Regions from separate parts of the Urocitellus parryii genome. Here region 1 is linked to region 2. Evidence: chromatin contacts called from public Hi-C data. All regions are on one chromosome and are shown on one strand. Each heading gives the region's core, a stretch centred on a gene start, on an enhancer-like site or on the middle of the called end of the contact. The rest is flanking DNA. Distances are from core to core; before and after follow the strand shown. Region 1 holds the start of Smim29 (small integral membrane protein 29). Region 2 holds the start of Rps10 (ribosomal protein S10).

Region 1 (3,317 bases), core at 257-2,756, 150 kb after region 2:
TCCCAAGTCCCTGCAAGACAAAGCCCTGGGTGGGTGATTCTCCTTCTTTCCAGACTCAAAAGCCTGAGAGCAGCAGGAGATTCTGCAAGCCCCTAGGCTCCTGGGTTTGTTTCATTCTTTCCCTCTACCCAATTCCCTGCCAGAGTCGGACAGTGGTGTCTGCAGGCAGGCTAGAGGTCAAAGTGCCCATCCGCCCAGTGGGTCTGCCTCTCTCAAAGACTTGTCCTCATTCAGCCTTGTCTGGGGCTTGAATAAACCTAGGACAGCTCAGACCAAGTCACTCACCATGTCCACTGCCAGGTAGCCAGTGGTGAGTGGTTCCCAGCACTTCACACCCACTCCTAAGGGTTCCCCTGGCAAGAATAGGGTGACACGGGCCATCCCTTATCCTCATTACCACCTGATGACCCAAGAGGGCTTCAGTCTGGTTTAGATGCCACAAACTTGATATTCTTTGGTGGTTCCCCCAACACCAAGCCTAGAATAATCTGATCACTTGTGATTTGGGGTGGAAGAGGAGGCTCTGGTTCAAAACTGAATGCATATATAAATTAGTTATAGGTATGTACAGGTATATATACACACATTTGAGGTAAATGTAGACTCAGGTGTTTGGGATTGAACCCATGGGCACTTCACCACCAGGCCACACTCCCCTTTTTTTCTATTTAATAGTTAGGGTCTCCCTAGATTGCTTAGGGCCTGGCTAAGTTGCTAAGGCTGGCTTTGAACTTGCCATCCTCCGGCCTCAGCCTTCTGAGTTGCTGGGATATTGACATTGGTACACTTCACCAGTCTTACTCAGGTTTCTCCAGTCTGTACCATCAGACGGTGAAAACTTTAACCCAAGATTCCTGAGCTGCCTGTGTCCCCTATGACACGGGAAGGAAAGAGAAGAACAAGAGGAATGTAACATTCAGGACACGGCCTATGAACTAGGCTCCTTTTCTGTATCATCCTTTAATCGTCACGACAGCCTGTTTCAGACACTAAGACTGGACACAGAAAGGGTGGGTGGGTGGACCTGGGTCCCCGCCGCTGAGCAGGAAGTAACCCACGCCCCCGCCTCTACCCGCTGAGCACAGCCCAAGAGCCTGTCAACAAATGGAGGCCTTGTGGGCCGGGAGCAGGGTCCTGTCGTGAAGGGTCTGGGCTAGCACGTGGCGTGACACCAGGCCTGAGCTTCAACCAGAAGGGTGACAGCGACGGACGCCCGGCGTCGCCCCCAAGTTCCGACTCCAACTCTCGGGCACCGAGGCGCCCAACCCTGGCCCGCCCGCGGAAAGCGGGGAAACCACCCGCGCCGCCTGCAGCCCCGTGGTCTCCTCCCCCAGCTGCGCAGCCCTCGGCTGCCCCCTGCCGCCGCGGGGTGGACCCTGCACGCCCCGCTGTCCCCGCCTTCTCGCTGCCCACCCCCGCCTCCGGATTGGCTGCTCCGGAAGGCTCGGGCCGTTCGCCTTCCGCTACCGGATTGGCTGCGCCCCGGGGTGAGGCCCCGCCCACCTCCCCGGGTCCTTTGATCACGCGCCCGCCGGCTCTTCCGGGACCCGGGAGCCAACCCTGGGTGTTCCTGTCGGGGCTGCAGCGGCGGGAGGTAAGGCATGGCAGGGTTGGATGGGCTGCCGAGCGCAGGCACGGGTCCACACGTCAGGGTGCCCGGATTCCAAGATGCCGAGGCGCGGGGCGGCCCCTCCACGCTCCCCCAACACTCCACGCCCCCGGCCTGAGCCTCCCAGCACGGTGGGAACTACCTTCCGCCCGCCGCTGCTGGCCAGCATCCTAGGAGCGGCCTGATGCGCTCCGCATCCTGGCTTGCCTCCTCGGTCTGGGACGGCGGAGCCTGTCGCTAGGTATGGGCAAGCCTGATACCCCACGGATACGGGGCAGGGAGCTCTACCTTGCCCTCTGATAGAGACCCAGGCAAACATGGGTCAGGGACCTTGGACAATCTTGGTGCAGCTGCTCCAGGACGACCTTCTCGCTTCTGTCTATGGGGACTGACCCTCTCCACTTCGCCTGTCAACCCTGGCCAGGAGGGGAGGGACCTGGGCGGAGTCCCGGGTGGGGAACGGAGTGAGATGACATCATCTCGAAGATAAGGTCCAGCCCTATCCACTGTGCACATACTGGTACATGAGACTGAGTGGGGTGATAGGGGGTGTCCGGGTTCTTGTGACACCAGGGGTAAGAAGGACATAGAGCCTACGCATGGAGCCTGTAGCCTGAAGTGTGGGGACTGAACCAGAACTGAGGCAGGCCCCTTCAGATGCTCCCATCTCACCTCTAGGTGCAGTCCACCCCTCCTGTTTACCTGATCTCCATTTTGCTCCACTGGATGGGTGCTAACAGCCCAATGTCCAGGTCTGTGACAGGACCTGGAAACCTGCACCTATCCTTTCCCCAACAATTGAGACTCCCAAATGTTCATCCAGCATCTGAGCTGGGCTCCACCCTGACTTAGGGATAGGAGCTGGACAGGAAACAGATCCTGGATCTGGACCTTCCTTTGGTGCCCTTTCCACCCAGGATTGGCCAAGAGTCATTGGAGGATTACACACAGTGTGTTTTTGTAGAGGATGCCTCATCCCAGGGTTTGACCTGGGGCGTTTTTGCAGATCTTGGGCTCTGGGGGAGGGGCTGGGAATTTGGATGTCACTGTAGGAGCAATTGATAACCTCCCTTCCTCCTCCCCAGGGAGCCCTGTGGAGGCACCCTCCCGAGGCACCACTGCCCATGCTGACCACCCAGCCCTCCTGCTGCTGATGTCATGAGTAACACCACAGTGCCCAATGCTCCCCAGGCCAACAGTGACTCCATGGTGGGCTATGTGTTGGGGCCTTTCTTCCTCATCACCCTGGTCGGGGTGGTGGTGGCTGTGGTAAGGAGCCCCCCACATGCACACATAGACACACCTGTGCCCAAGTAGGGGCTGGGTGGGCCTGGTCAGGTGCACACAGCATCTTAGCTGTCCTTCTGAGGGAGTGAAGGGTGTGGAGTTGGGCCTTCCTGGGCTCAGCAGCCTCCACAGTGCTGTGTCTCTGTTACAGGTAATGTATGTGCAGAAGAAAAAGCGGTGAGTGTCCCCACCCCAGTCTGATATTTCTTCCCATAGGATCTGAGTTGTCTGTGTGAGTGATAAAAACGCCCTTGGCCAGCCTGAACCAAGCCTGAAAGTCTGTTCTCCTTGCCTCATACAACTCACCAGGGAGAGGCCCCTTTGCAGCCACATTGTGTCCAGGACACCCACTTAAGTGCCCTGGCTGGGGGAGGGGGAGTGGCCCCAGGCAGTCAGGTATTTGATGGGGGTGAAGGTGGGG
Region 2 (3,430 bases), core at 10-2,509:
AAAAGAGGAATCAACACTGAAGAGTAAGTAGTAAAAATGAAAAGACAATTTATAAAAGATGGAACAAATATTCTAAAAAGAAAAAAATGTTTAACCACATTAGTAATAAAATAAATATATATATACATTTAAAAAGCAGGAAAATTAGCATTTCACTTTTTAGAATGGCCAAAAAGCATAAGAATGATATCCTTCAATATCAGCAGGGATAATGAGAGTGAGCTTTTTTTTTTTTTTTTTTTTTTTGATGCTGAGGATTGAACCAAGGGCCTTGTGCATGCAAGGCAAGCACTCCACCAACTGAGCTATATCCCCAGCCCCCTAATGAGAGTGAGCTTTAATAACTGCTGGCATGAGTGTAACCGATAATGCTCTCTGTAACTCAACACCGTGCCTGTAAGAAGCCTGAGATGCATGCTTTCTCACTCAGTAGTTATACATTCAGGATTAAGCTAAAGAAAAATACTGGGCAAGGGTGCAAATATGTGTGTAGCATTGCTTATGATTGCGATTTTTAAATAAATGGTTATAAAGCGTTTATTCAACAGTGGATTACTATTCAGCCATCAAAATTGTAATTTTTAATATGAAAAGATTCATGACATTCTTTTAAGGAAAAAACAGCTTGCAAAACATATCATGCATTACATACAAAAATCCTATTTTTGTTAACTTTTTTTTTTTTGTACTAGGGACTGAGCTCAGGAACACTTACAACAAAACGACGTTTCTAGTCCTTTTTATTTTGAGTCAGGGTCTCCCTGATTTGCTTAGGGCCTCATTAAGTTGCTGAGGCTGGCCTTGAACTTAGCAGTCCTCCGGCCTCAGCCTCCCGAATCACTGATATTATAGGCGTGAGCCACTACGCCGGGCTTGTTAAAAGTTTTAAAAATAATAATACATTTGTGTGGGTGCATGTGAGTTTGGGAGAACATATACTCTAAACAATGATTATCTTTTGTTGGGGAACTATTTTTATTTGTGTATTTTTTTTATTTACCTGTACGTTTTCTCTCTTCCTACTCAAACAGCATATAAAACAGCATATACCACTTGCATAAGTTAAATTACCGATGGGAAAGACACGTGTTTCTAAAGACACGGTCTAAATACAAGCGACCATTTATTTATCTGTTCATAAAGCACGCAGGCTCCCGAGCTCCCGCCCGGCGGCGGTTTCCTGGCTCCTGAATCCGAGAAGCCGACACTGGTCGCCAGAGCCTCCCACTCTTCAGGCACCGCCAAGGACACCCCAGGCCGCGCGCGGGTCCTGGCTGTGGGCGGGGCCGCGCAGCCCGGAAGAGACGCTGTGCCGCGCATGCCCCTTCCTTTCCAGCCTCGGCCTCGGACCCTGAAGCCTCCGCGGTGAGTTCCTCTGGCGTTCGGGTTCCATCTGCCACCATCGGGCCGTCCTGTCGTCATAGCGGCCGTGTCTCCCTAGGGCTTGGACCGAGGACCTCTCTGCCCCTCTTGGCACTCCCATTTCTAAGCGGCGAGAAGGGTTGGGGGGTGTTGTTTAGGGAGTTAGAGGGGTGCTGGTAGGCGAAGTTCGGCGTCCTGATGGCGGAAGACGGAGGAGGGGAGTTTGAAGCCCTAGTGTGGCGGGGACCAGCCAGGCGAGGCTAGGGAGGCCGTACCCCACCTGCACGCGTTTCCTTCGCGGGAGGATCTTTCGCCTGGCCCTGGAGCTCTAGTTTGGGGTAGGGAATTTTAGGGGATGACGGTTGCGGGAACCTTAGTCCTTCTGTTGGGGGTCTGATCTGTGAGGCAGCGGTGGGGGGGGCTTTTCCACTTCCGGGTCCTGCTGTGCGCCTTAAAGTGCAGATGGGAGAATCCCCACTGGGTCGGTCTTGATGACCCCCCAGTACCGCTAGAGTACCATGTCTGCGTACTCCCCACTCCCTGTACCGTTGTGGTTGTCAGAGCTTGTGAAGTTGGATCAGATACGTGTCCATGTCCCTGTTTTAACCTCCTGGCCAGTATTCCATCTGAAACATTAGGTGGTGGGGGAGAGGGCTGGTCTCCAGGGAGTTTATTCTGCTGTTTTTTTTTTTTTTTTTTTTTTTTTTTTTTTTTAGCGTGTCTTCTATGGTGTGTTTTGAATTTTCCATCCACTGGCAGTGATTTTGTGGTCACTTAGGGTCATCAACTTGGTTACTGGGATCCTAGCTACATTGCTCAGAAACGTTCCTCATGATCACTTTCTTGCAGATGTTGATGCCCAAAAAGAATCGGATTGCCATTTATGAACTCCTTTTTAAGGAGGGAGTAATGGTAGCCAAGAAAGATGTCCACATGCCCAAGCACCCAGAGCTGGCAGATAAGAATGTACCCAACCTTCATGTCATGAAGGCCATGCAGGTATGGACTGAGATGGAAATGGGGAGATTTCCCACTAATGTTCAAGGTAGATTCCAACAAGAGATCAGGGTAGCTGCTTGCTTCCTTGAAGGACACTGATGTAGATAAATGCTGTGAAAACTTCTTTCTTTATCCCCTTTGAAGTGCAGAGTTTCCAGCTTCGAATTATGTTCTTTGTTTTGTTTTGAGATGGGATCTCTCACTATTGCACAGTCTGGCCTTAAACTCTTGTTTGGAGGGGATTTCTAAACAGTAGTTTTCTGCCTTAGTCTCTCAAGTCTCGAGGCTACGTGAAGGAACAGTTTGCTTGGAGACACTTCTACTGGTACCTTACCAACGAAGGCATTCAGTATCTCCGTGATTACCTCCATCTGCCACCTGAGATTGTGCCTGCCACTCTGCGCCGTAGCCGACCAGAAACTGGCCGACCTCGGCCTAAAGGTAGGTGCCTAATAAATGCCACCAAGGGCCTGCTCTGAAGCTGCTCTTTTCTGAGGGAAACAGTGTATGTGAAATGGTATGATCTTTTGTGTGGGGGACAGAAGTGTTATTAAAACTTATCATTGGTGTTAGCTTTAGAGGGGATGGTGGCAAGGGCCTTTGGTCAAGTTCTGGAGCCTTTGAACTGAACCCAGGTCTTTGTCCATCCATGAAATTACATTAAACATGAGTAGAATTTTGGTCTTTCTTCTCGAGTGACTGCAAATATTCAGATACATGGCAAGTCATTCAGTGATTATTTTCTAACAGAATGAGATTGTGCTCAAGAAGTCCAGAGCAAAGCTCTTTACCAACATGTAAAAGAAATTAATGGTTTCTTGGCGAGGGGGGCAAAAATTTTAAAAACGGGGGAGAATGGATATGTATATAATTTGGGTGTGAAATAGGCTCCCTTATGAATAAAGTTATCTTCTGGCTCCTGAGATCCTTACTGGCTCACAGTTAGCATTTTTGTCAGGGTTCTGGTTACTTGTTATGAACTTGGTGACAAGATGGACAGATATCCAAAAATGATCTGCAGATTCTCTAGGTTCCCCTGGAGAGTGACTTCATGGAACTCAAGAACCTG

Evidence for each region. Hi-C and Micro-C count contacts between places; a contact is called where the count stands out from the background.
Region 1: a Hi-C map of muscle shows a contact between it and region 2, with 4 times the contacts expected there. The contact joins the promoter of Smim29 here to the promoter of Rps10 in region 2. A contact is called at or near these places in 2 of 2 Hi-C or Micro-C datasets (liver and muscle).

What each region holds. Positions count from the first base shown.
Region 1 is chr8:115,964,030-115,967,346 of mUroPar1.hap1, forward strand. It overlaps Smim29 (small integral membrane protein 29), which reads left to right and starts at 1,507. Exons shown (of 5, transcript XM_026383613.2): 1 at 1,507-1,594; 2 at 2,695-2,818; 3 at 3,048-3,073. The coding sequence starts at 2,768. LOC113179174 (a long non-coding RNA gene) reads right to left here and starts at 2,655. Exons shown (of 4, transcript XR_013344180.1): 1 at 1,898-2,655; 2 at 1-10.
Region 2 is chr8:115,818,406-115,821,835 of mUroPar1.hap1, forward strand. Rps10 (ribosomal protein S10) reads left to right here and starts at 1,260. Exons shown (of 6, transcript XM_026383399.2): 1 at 1,260-1,365; 2 at 2,212-2,361; 3 at 2,631-2,802. The coding sequence starts at 2,212.